3 separate regions of the Mus musculus genome follow, and regions 1 and 3 are each linked to region 2. A link is a contact called in public Hi-C and HiChIP or PLAC-seq data. All regions are on one chromosome and are shown on one strand. The core of a region is the stretch at or near the end of the contact, and the rest is flanking DNA. Distances in the headings are between cores, read along the strand shown.

Region 1 (3,346 bases), core at 629-3,128, 290 kb after region 2:
TTGTACAGAGGACAGAGGCTTCCTCTTGAAAATGTAATCCCTCATTAACTCTGACTTCCACCCCTCCCCAGAGGATGGGGGAGGGGCAGAAATGCCAAGCTCCTAGTGTTGTGGTTTCCTGGGCCAGACCTGTGCTGAAGGGATCAAGGGTTTCCTGTCACCACCATGTTGGCTTGGATTTTCTTAGTACAGCCTGTCACCACCATGTTGGCTTGGATTTTCATTGGAGGTACTAGTGTTGTGGAGGCTGCACTCTCTGCCTGATGTCTCTTCTTCTTTCCACTGTCTCTTGATTCCCACCTTCCTGCTGACATCAGCCATCCTGATGCAAGTCTGTAAGGGACCTCTATGGCCTTTTGAAAACCTGATCATCATCAGGCCACTGTACTCTGAGCTACTGCATTGTCCCGCTGCCTGCCCATTGGCACATTGACAACGTAATCTGAAAATATTCCAATGACCATATGGTGTCTCTGTGTTCCTATTTTACTCCACAAAGGGGGGGCCTTATATGTCTTCTTTTTTTATATTTTTAACTTGCATTTGCATTGTTTTGCCTGCATGTATGTAAGAGTGCCCAGATCCCCTGGAACCGGAGTTTCAGACAGTTGTGAGCTGCCACGTGGGTGCTGGGAATTGAACCTGTGACCTCTGGAAGAGCATCCAGTGCTCTGAACCGTTGAGCCATCTCTCCAACCCCACGTATATGTCTTCCTGTCACCAGATCTAGCTCCATGCCTTGCACCTGGAGTGCTTTGTATATCCTTATTAATGAAGATGCCCTGAGACACCAAGAATAGATGGGACAATAGATTCTAACCTCAGTTCCTCTGTCCACATCGCTGTGGCCTCCAAACTGCCTTGTTTTTTCTCTGGGCTGATCTCTCGCCTGTAAACTGAGCACTGTGATCTGGTGACTAAGGGGCTTTAAGCCCTGACTAAACATTTTTCCTTTCTTACTGATTATCCTAAATAAGAAGGGAGACGCAAATGCTTTCAGAATAGGCTTGCAGGGAGGGCCAAACATTTACTGCAGTGAAATTCTGTTTCAATGATGTGTCTTCTCACATGTGGGGCAAAGATGCTATTATATAATGCTCTTTTGGCTTGCAGCAGAAATGAGGTCATTTAAATGCTACCTGGCAGCTCTCTCATGTGCTGCCCTGTTTTAGTAAATAAATCCTGGTGCTGGTTTCAGTGAAGCGTTGCCAGTGTGTGAACTCACACAGTAGCCGTGGCTTACAGGAAAGGCTAACCCTCTGTCGTTAGTACAGAAGCCCATAGATGCCTGTTTTTCATCATTTGGCTTTTTCTCCATAAACTCACAGGTGTGTCATTGCCCTTTAAGCCATTCTAATAGGAAACGAATGCTCAAGCCATCTGTCTAGACAGGGCCTGTCTTGGAATTCAGTTGTCTCTACAGCTAGATCTATGTCCACAAGCCAGTCACTGGCAAACACACAGGTCTCCCTTCTGGAAGAACCTCTTAATGTCTACCTCAGTGGTGCCCAGAGAACCGTAAGATTTGCAGATAAGCATTCTACACTGGTTACTGCCTCTGTGCTCATGGAATGTTGCTATGCTGTGTCCTAGTTGCTAGAGAATCCATTTGGTGCGTTAGCTGAACTGGCTCCCTGGCTCCATGTCTTTTAGAACTCAGAAGGGGTTATAAGCAATAAAGGAGCCTATAAAATATCAGATAATGACAAATGCCACTAGTAACCTAAACTAACGTGAAGAGGGGAGTTGTCGGGACTGTCACCCGCAGCGGTAGTTGATATCAGGTGTCAGCAAAAGCGAGCTCCCTAAAGAGGTGCTATGTGAGCTGAGCCATGTCCTGGAAGACCAGCCCTATGAGAAGGTCTCAGGAGAACCAGCAAAAGCAGCTGCAAACAGCAGGAGCAATAGGTTGTTCCAGGAACACGAAACAGCCCTAGGAGAGGACAGGATAGCTTAGCAAGTTGTTTTGTACAGTCCAGAGAATGATCTATGATAGCCATAGTACATCCTTTTCCAGTGAGTTGATTAAAAGTGTGTAGCCAGCCAGAGTATAGCAATTAGATAGGTAGCTATCAAAATACCATTAAACCAAGTATTCAAAACACCCCGCAGAAATCAAATTGGGGAAGCCCCCCGAAGGCAGCCAGTTGAGTTCCCAATAAAGAGACTCCTAGGCAGATCAAAAGGACCCCTCCTCCAGTGGGGCTTCAAGTAAAGAATGAATGCCAACGGAGAGAGAGAACACCATCAAATACGGAGCTCACAGTGTCCAGCTGAAACTGGCTTGAGACAGTCAGCTGCAGTCCTGACTGAGCCTTCACCAGGGTTGAGCTTCCAACGACTGACCTTCCAGCTTCTCCTCTCCATAGTAGACACTTTCTATTGGATATTTTCTTTATTTACATTTCAAATGTTATCCTCTTTCCTGGCCTCCCCCCCACCCCACCCCAAACTCTCTATCCCATCCCCTCTTCCTCTGCTTCTGTGAGGGTGTTCTCCCACCCACCCACTCCCTCCTCCCTGCCCTGGCATTCCTCTAAACTGGGGCATCATGCCTTCATAAGACCAAGGGCCTCTCCTCCCATTGATGCCCGACAAGGTCATCCTCTGCTGCATATGGGGTTGGAGCCATGTGTACTCTTTGGTTGGTGGTTTAGTCCCTGGGAGCTCTGGGGGGTCTGGTTGGCTGATGTTGTTCTTTCTATGGGGCTACAAACACCTTCAGCTCCTTCAGTCCTTTCTCTTACTCCCCCATGGATAAACAAGTTTGAATGCCTCTTGGAATTGGTTCCTCCTCTAACTTTTCTGAAAGCTACAGTGTTGTGTATTGTTGTTGTTTGTTTGTTTGTTTCTTTGTTTCCCTCTCTGTTACAGTGTTAGGGTGGCCATCCAATCCCCAGACAAGGAACTCGGAGACAAACCCGGTTCTGAAATAGGGGAGCACAAGTTTGAGAGCTCACTTCTCAGTAAGCTCAAACAACCCCATGAATGTTCATGGTAGTCAGAAGGGCATGTCCACAGGACCACAGAGTATGGGCCTTGTTCTCAGCCCACAGCTTGTTTCAGCCCCTGAGGGGCAGAAGCAGGGGATGTTCTGGCTTGTCCTTCTAAAGCATTTCCTTTGGATGTTTAGTAGCGAATATCCTGTAGAACCAACTGGTGAGCTCAGAGACCAGATTGCAGGCTTTTATGACCGCTCAAGCCAAGGGCACTAGTGGCTTTGGTAGGAGTGCTGGTGGAGAAGATGAGGAACTTGATGTGGGATCTATACATGGATGTGAAGCTGACACACTCTCTATTTGTTAGCCTTTTCCTGCTGAGATGAGAAATCCAGGAGTCTATGATG
Region 2 (3,692 bases), core at 426-2,925:
TGGAGCACAGAGCGGGCTGGAAGGACTGGAACCGGCTGAGTGAGAGGGAGCAATGAGAACCTTTGGAGTGGTGACCATTTGCATATTCAGTTGCGAGCTGGATGCATAGCAGCGCTGTGCCAGGTGGGGAGTACAGAGGCTTAAAAGACACAGGTGGCCTCTTCATGGCTCCTGAGATTGGGAGGGGGTGGTGGCAGCTGAGCCTGGGATCGCTGAACAAACAGATAGCACTGCATAATTGTGGGAGGATTTTTAGTGGCATCCTAATAACACCTTTCTAGGCAATGGTGCCTATTTCATTGAACACCTCCTAAGCGCTACACAGAACAATCCACTGCTCCGTTCTGCATGGTAAGGGTTTTCTCTATAGACAGGAGGAGAAGCTTTCAGGCGGTGAAGACTGCCGTTTATAATACCCAGGCCTGGATTTGTATAGACATTGATCTCTGTGGATTGGGAATTATAAACGCCAAGGAAAAGCTGAATCCAAGAACCCCAACACTTGCTGAAAATACTATCTAGAAACGCCTTGGGTCTACTCTGGTCTCTGGTGCTGAGGGACACTCCATGAGGGCTGCAGGTGACGTAGCTGCTCTTCCAAGAGAGCAGCTCTTAATGCTTTGCTGGGCAAATCTAGAGCCTAGCCATGCTCCAACGTATCCTCACCTCCCTCAAAGCAAAAGATTTCCAATTACTGTTCTGCAGAAAATGTCAAAAGCATTATTCACCAACTCATGATCCCGAGGTTTGTAATTTTTCCTATGTTTTTACCCTTATCTGCCAGCACTTGAAAAAGACCAGCTTTTTCCTCTCAAGAGAGCTTAATTTGCAGAGCCGTGCGGTCTCCCTATTATGTTCTTATCGTCCTCTCCCTGTGGTAGGCAGAATGACAAGGATGACAAAAAAAAAAAAAAAAAAAAAAAGGGAACCAAAAATATTTGAAGACTTCCTGAAAATCTGTGGGATGAAGCATCCAAAAAGCTAGAGGCTCCCGTTTTCCCAGTGACCTGGAATAAAACGAAGGGCAGTTGGCCTTAGCTCTTGAGGTTCACTCAGAAGGAGGTTCACAACGTCCAAATCCTCCATCCTGGGGCCCATGGAATTTCCTCTAGCGGCTTAATTGAAGGATTAACAGCTCTGAGGTTCTTAAGACGCAAAGAGGTTCTCTCTCCCGAGGAATGCTCATACCAAGACTATATTAAGTATCCTAAGGACCAGAGGCCAGTGGATGGATGGTTGGCTTTTCTCCGGTCTCCCTGGGCCTCCCCACCCAATCTCTGATAAGGCAATTGACATTTTTCTCCGCTATGTGCTATGTTAAGTGCTATGCAAAAGGAAATTAAACCTCCTAGCTCTAGTTCTTCCACCTAGATGGCGCCCCAAGCCCTGCCTACATGGCGTTTCTGAGCCGCAGTCTCCCTGGATCGGTTCCTCCCAGGATCCCCAGGAAGCCGGCGCACTAGGACTGCTGTTTCCCTGGGAGAGCGGTCCTCCCCGCTCAGGGGCTTGCTCGGGGGAATCCCCGCCCACCTTGTCATTCCTGCAGGGGAATCCCCGCCCCCTGGGCCTGTCACTCCGGGAAGGTAGTTCCCGCCCCTCGGATCCAGCAGAGGGAAGGAATCCCCGCCCATTCTGGAGGCTCGGAGCATCCCTGCGCTGCGCAGCGAGAAGCTCACTCCCAGCGCCAGTGCGTACTAGCGGCGGGCAGTGGGACGCGGCGGGGCGGCTGCGGCGGGCGCCCTCCAAGCGCCCCACCGATCGCAAGACGCTCGGGATCGCGCCTCCGGCGGCAACCAGCAAACCCCTGCGGCGCGGCTTCTCCCGGCAGGCGCGGCAACAGCACCGGTGGTGGTGGTGGCAGGGGCGGCGGTAGCTGCGCCGGCACCGCCGGGCGGCGCCTGAGTCTGGACGCTCCAGGAGCGGCTCGAGCCTCCGCCGATCCGCGAACAGGTGAAGAGACCTGGCGCCGCAGCCGCGACGGGGGTGGGGCTTCGGGTGGGCTAGCGGGGTAGCTGAGCTCGATAACCCCAAGACGGTGTGCGCTGGAGAAAGTTCAGTGACAATCGGGTGTGGGGATCCCAGTTCAAGCAAAGAGGCGAGTGAGGGCACCCAAGTGGGTCCCCGCGTTAGGTGGCGCAAACTCCTCTTCCTTCTAGTGGGAGGTAAGAGGGGCACAGTGGAGGAGAGAGGTTGGGCGGAGCGAGATGGAGACAGCGGGATAACCGGAGGCGCCTTGCCTGGGACGCCTAAATCGGGCCAAGAATCCTTATCCCAGTGTGTTGGTTTGTCTCTCTACCTTAGCCAGTTACTGTTTTAAGGACCATCCTCCCGCGCTTCATCTCTCGCTAACCCCCCTGCCCACTAAGTGGCGCGAGAAAGAGTCCGCATGAAGAGCAAGGGCATCTTTGGGGGTTTAATGTCATCTGCCAGGGAGATAAGGGATGTTCCAGTAGGAAAGTATTTCTTCCTGAAGTCCCCCCCCCCAAAAAAAAAACCACCTGCCCGCCTTTCCCAATGAAGCACAAGACTGAATTGTGGTGGGGGGAGCATCTAGGACCCTGGACAGAAGTTTACCAGCGGCCCTTCAGCAGCCCTGCTCTCTGCATAGCTCTTGATAAGGGACCCTGGAGTCACACCAGGTCTGGCATGTGCTGGTGGCAAACACTGGAAAGTCGGACACTGGGGCATTCCAGAGTCCAGGCATATACTGGAGATTTGGGCATTGTGGAGGCCTGAGCTGGGGCTTGCCTCTTCCATGGGTTTTGCTTGACAAGTCACAATGAAGCTCCTGAAGGTTAAGTGGTTGTGGAGTGACCAAAGAAAGTGAGTTTCTCTTGCAGACACACCCCTGAATCTTCACAGCACTTCTCTTGGGGGGGGGGGGGGGGAGGAACCTCCCACATTCATCTCTGCTCCAGGCTTGGGCGATAGGGTCTCGACTGTTTCTACTGGGTCAGCTTTTTCTGGCCCGTGCCTTCTGGGTGGGAGCCAGGTAGGTACACGCTGGCAGGTGTGGTGTGGGAGGACTGCTTGTGAGGGCGGAATAAAATCTCTCAGAGCACACCCCTGGCTGTGGGTGGTTGTTCTAGCTCCATGAATTTCTTCTTCTATTTGGATGAGCCAGGAACTGCTGCTACTATAAAAGCTACACCGTGGTGTGAGCTTGTGTGGTGTGTTACCGGGTAGGAGTAGCAGGGCTGGTAGGTGTTGGGAAAAAAATCAGAACCATGTGAGGTATATAAATGCATCCCCTTGGCATAGTTAATAACCGCCTAGAAAAAGAAAAAGGATATTGAATGGCGCTTTACATCTATCATTGAAATTGATTTTGGATGCACTTACGGCAGTTTACTATTTAAGGAAACGTATGATAATTCCTCTATTCATTTCAATCATTTGGAGCACCTGTGGTTTGCTGGGTCTAGGGCTTCCAAGGGAAGTGCACAGAGTAAAGAGACTCTGTCCCTGCTGGCAAGCGTTTCAGTGTAGCAGGAGAGATGTCTCTTTATAGCGATGATACAAGCTAGAGCCCTCTGGCTTTAGAGTAAATTCTCTATGCTTAGTGGGTGAAGGAATGAAGGTATGATTAAATTGCTAAATTTAAGTAAGTTCCAAATAAAACATCTTAGGGGTATGGAGGAGAACAAAGCCCCCTTTTCACTGTGGGGATTGTGGAGCTTTGCGGGGGTCCA
Region 3 (3,289 bases), core at 695-3,194, 260 kb after region 2:
GCTGCCTTCCTTCCCCCCTCTTTTGTTGTCCTGGGTGGCAAAAAGCTTCAAGATCTAGCCTTTTCGAATGACAGAGGTTTGGACTGTGTGTTCCAAGTCTGATTTGAAACCAGACAGCTTTTAATATCTGTGAAAATCTGCTGCAGATGTTCAACAAGCAGATTCCCCCTAAAATAAAGCTTTATTCATCCTCCCAGGAAATGGTTCTGCACAGCCAGGAAGAGATACTCGGGTAGTCCATGCTGATTAGTCTCAGTGTTGGGCAGCCACTACACGTCTCCTCGGAGCTGCACGAGTTTAGGGGAAGAAGGCACAAAGAGACAATATACATAAAATATAAAGAATTCATCCATACTAGAAGAATATGTGAATTTACCATATGATAATTGATGTGTTTGTATAAAAAGATAAAAAAAGAGGAGATATGTTCTGTGGTGATGTGGTAAGGTATGGGGGAAGAGGATGTCTCAGCGGGGCCCATGCTGAGGCATCCCTTCCCCCTGAGGGACCAGCCACACGATGGTATAGTATAGAATAGAATTTATTCAGGGCACGGGGAGGGGAGTTAAGAAAGTAGTAGAGGCAGAGAAAGTGGGGAGGGGAGAGGGAAGAGAGAGGAGAGAGAAGTAGAGACTGGCCATGAGCATGTGGAGAGAGGGGGAAGGGAGGGGGCGAAGGGCAAGGGGACAGGAGAACAAGAGAGGGAGGAGGGGGCAAGCAACCCCTTTTATAGCCAGGCCTCCCTGGCTGTTGCTAGGTAACTGTGGGGAGGAGCTTGGACAGAATGATAACAATAATGGTTGCATGTGCTTTCATAGCCAAGGTCACCTGATGCTATGCAGGGCTGTAGGCTGGGGGGAAATTTTGTGAGGCGGGGGCTGTTCTGAGTTGGACTTTGATTCCTAAGCAGGTGTATATGGGCAGTGTGAAAGTGTGGAGACACAGGAATAGGGGGCTTCGTGAGTTCTATGAGCCTCAGCTCTGAGAAGCCCTCCTTCCCCCAGAAGAGTGGGTCCTGACATGCCAGCACTCACAGGTTGGCCAGGGGTGGCCTAAAGGGGGAAAGGAGGAGACTGAAAAGGCTTTAGCAGAACCGAACAAAAGATTTTATTGAAACATTAACACGGGAGCCTTGTGCTCAGTGGTTTCAGTCATTTCCAGTGACTTTAAGCCTGTTTACCCCTGCTGGGCTGCAGTAACACCTCCTGTGGTAGAATTACCTAGAGACTTGATGAGGGAGAAGAGCTTGTTCCAGCTGCTTTGTTCGTTAGTTCAAAGATAACCTTACTTTCTTCTTTATTATCGTGTGTGTGTGTGTGTACATGCATGTATATGTGTGGGACACATGCTTGTGTATGGAGCCACAAGGGTTTTTGTTTGTTTGTTTGTTTGTTTTTGCTTTTTCAAGATAGAGTTTCTCTGTGTAGCCCTGACTGTCCTGAAACTCACTATGTAGACCAGGCTGGCCTCGAACTCAGAAATCCCCCTGCCTCTGCCTCCCAAGTGCTGGGATTAAAGGTGTTCGCCACCACTGCCCAGCTGAGCCCCAAGGTTAATATCAGGAGCCATCATCCCCTGTAGCTCTTCCATCTTATTGAGGCAGACTCTCTCAATCAAACTCAGAGCATACTGATACAGCTAGTCCTACCAGCCAGCTTGCTCTGGGGGAACCCCCTGTGTACTGGTTATTTCTCTATTGCTGTTATGAAACACCATTGCCGAGGCAATTTACAAAAGATCTGGGCTAACAGCCCCAGGGGGTTAGAGTTCATGCTGGTGAAGTCAAGGTTCGGCAACAGGAACAGGAAGCTGGTGGCTTGCAAGCTGAACTCCAAGCAGGCTGGGAATGAACAGTTTAAGCTTGAAAACCTTAAAGCCCGCCCCCAGTGACATACTTCCTCCAACAAGGCCACACCTCCTAAGCATCCACAAACCTCAGTATCAGTGAGGGACCAAGCGTTCCAAAGCCTGACGCTGGGGGAGGGAGACTCACCCAGGCTTGCTATATCCAAACTGAGGCTCTTGTGCGCATACAAGCTTGTTAAACACTGAGCCATTTCCCTAACTTACACATTTTTAAAAATTAGAAAAGATTAACAACTAAAGCACACTAAGAGGAGCCAGTCCAGGAGACGTGACCAAGTGACGGTTTCCCCCTCATATGTAACAGAGGGACAATGTAAAACACCAGGTCGGAGCACAACAGCTTTGAGGTTGCAAGCATCAAGCAGTTCGCCAGAAATTAACGCTAAATATTACAGATTGGCAGGATTTTGGAAGCCCACAGAAGGCAATGGAAGTGTAACGATCTTGGCTTATGGGGCAAAAAGCAAGGAAGATTTGGTGGCCGAGGACCATGTTTGATGTCATGACTGTTAACACTAACTAGTACAGATAGAATAATGCATTTGGGATTCATCTGCACAGTTTTATGTATCAAAAGTCTGTTCCTTTGTACTGCCGAATTGCATTTCTGTGTATATATGTGCCACAGATGTCCATTGCTTCAATTTTGAATATAGGTTTTATTTCTGTTTCTGACTACATTTTGAACCAAGTTACATCTCCTTGGTTTTTGTTGTATTTTTTGGAAGGAAAAATCTAGTCAGCATCTTTAAAGGAAATCAGCCATTTTTCTAACATTATGCCCCTTTACTAAGTTGTAATTATTATACTTACAGAGGTGCCAGGACCTAACATCTCTTTAAATGGCCTTCAGTGTAAAGTTGGATGTGCCCCATTGAAAGTCTATTGTAATGATTTTGAGACATCGATGCCCATGGTTAATTGTATCATGAGTGCAGCACTCGGAAATTCAGGTTCGAGTGGAGAAGGGGTATCATGAAAGAGAGTGATGAGGAATAATTATGTGATGCAAATGTCTGGATTCAGACCCTTTGATTACAGAAAACCTCGGATTCCTCGACGTCAGTTGCAGGCTTGTGGGATGCTGCTCAGAGCCTGGAGATCCGTTCTAAACACTCAGTGATCATCACCAGGGCTGGTGAAGCAAATTGGTTGCTGCTTTTCACTGTGGAAAGCCTTGCTTTACTGTAACCTTCATTAAAGAACAGTCGTTTGGGATATACATTCCTCACCATAGTTCTTGCAGCTGGTGCATGGACTCTGTAGGCATCTTTTTAAACTTTATTATTCTAGTTCTCTTACTCCCTCTGTGCCCGTGGGGTGGGTGGGTGGGTGGGTGGGTACGTGTCCAGGTTCCACAGCATGCGTGTGGGGGTTAGAGGATAACTTTCAGGAGTTAGCTCTTTCTTACCATTAGAGGTCC

What was found. Hi-C and Micro-C count contacts between places; a contact is called where the count stands out from the background. HiChIP or PLAC-seq counts read pairs in DNA pulled down with a chosen protein or histone mark.
Region 1: a contact with region 2 is called in an H3K4me3 HiChIP or PLAC-seq map of embryonic limb bud, with 4 times the contacts expected there. The contact joins the enhancer-like site here to the promoter of Pdzd2 in region 2. A contact is called at or near these places in 5 of 39 promoter capture datasets (the 3T3-L1 cell line, embryonic stem cells, hematopoietic stem and progenitor cells and 2 more), 1 of 15 datasets of contacts at CTCF or cohesin (the NIH/3T3 cell line), 3 of 115 datasets of contacts at active chromatin or transcription factors (embryonic limb bud, heart atrium and stem cell-derived neural progenitor cells) and 2 of 9 other capture datasets (adipose tissue and embryonic stem cells).
Region 3: a Hi-C map of embryonic stem cells shows a contact between it and region 2, with 2.1 times the contacts expected there. The contact joins the enhancer-like site here to the promoter of Pdzd2 in region 2. A contact is called at or near these places in 3 of 39 promoter capture datasets (the 3T3-L1 cell line, embryonic stem cells and hippocampal neurons), 3 of 484 Hi-C or Micro-C datasets (all in embryonic stem cells) and 1 of 115 datasets of contacts at active chromatin or transcription factors (stem cell-derived neural progenitor cells).

Annotation. Positions count from the first base shown.
Region 1 is chr15:12,449,528-12,452,873 of GRCm38.p6, reverse strand. All of the region lies in intron 4 of Pdzd2 (PDZ domain containing 2), which reads left to right. Among named protein-coding and RNA genes, the nearest start is that of Gm52211, 41 kb to the left of the region's middle. Within about 2 kb of position 1,878, at least 19 of the 459 cell types and tissues checked have an H3K27ac peak or open chromatin away from gene starts, as enhancers often do. A contact at or near this core is called in embryonic limb bud, where this site is marked.
Region 2 is chr15:12,737,875-12,741,566 of GRCm38.p6, reverse strand. It overlaps Pdzd2 (PDZ domain containing 2), which reads left to right and starts at 1,675. Exons shown (of 26, transcript NM_001081064.2): 1 at 1,675-1,950.
Region 3 is chr15:12,478,051-12,481,339 of GRCm38.p6, reverse strand. All of the region lies in intron 3 of Pdzd2 (PDZ domain containing 2), which reads left to right. Among named protein-coding and RNA genes, the nearest start is that of Gm52211, 12 kb to the left of the region's middle. Within about 2 kb of position 1,944, at least 68 of the 459 cell types and tissues checked have an H3K27ac peak or open chromatin away from gene starts, as enhancers often do. A contact at or near this core is called in embryonic stem cells, where this site is marked.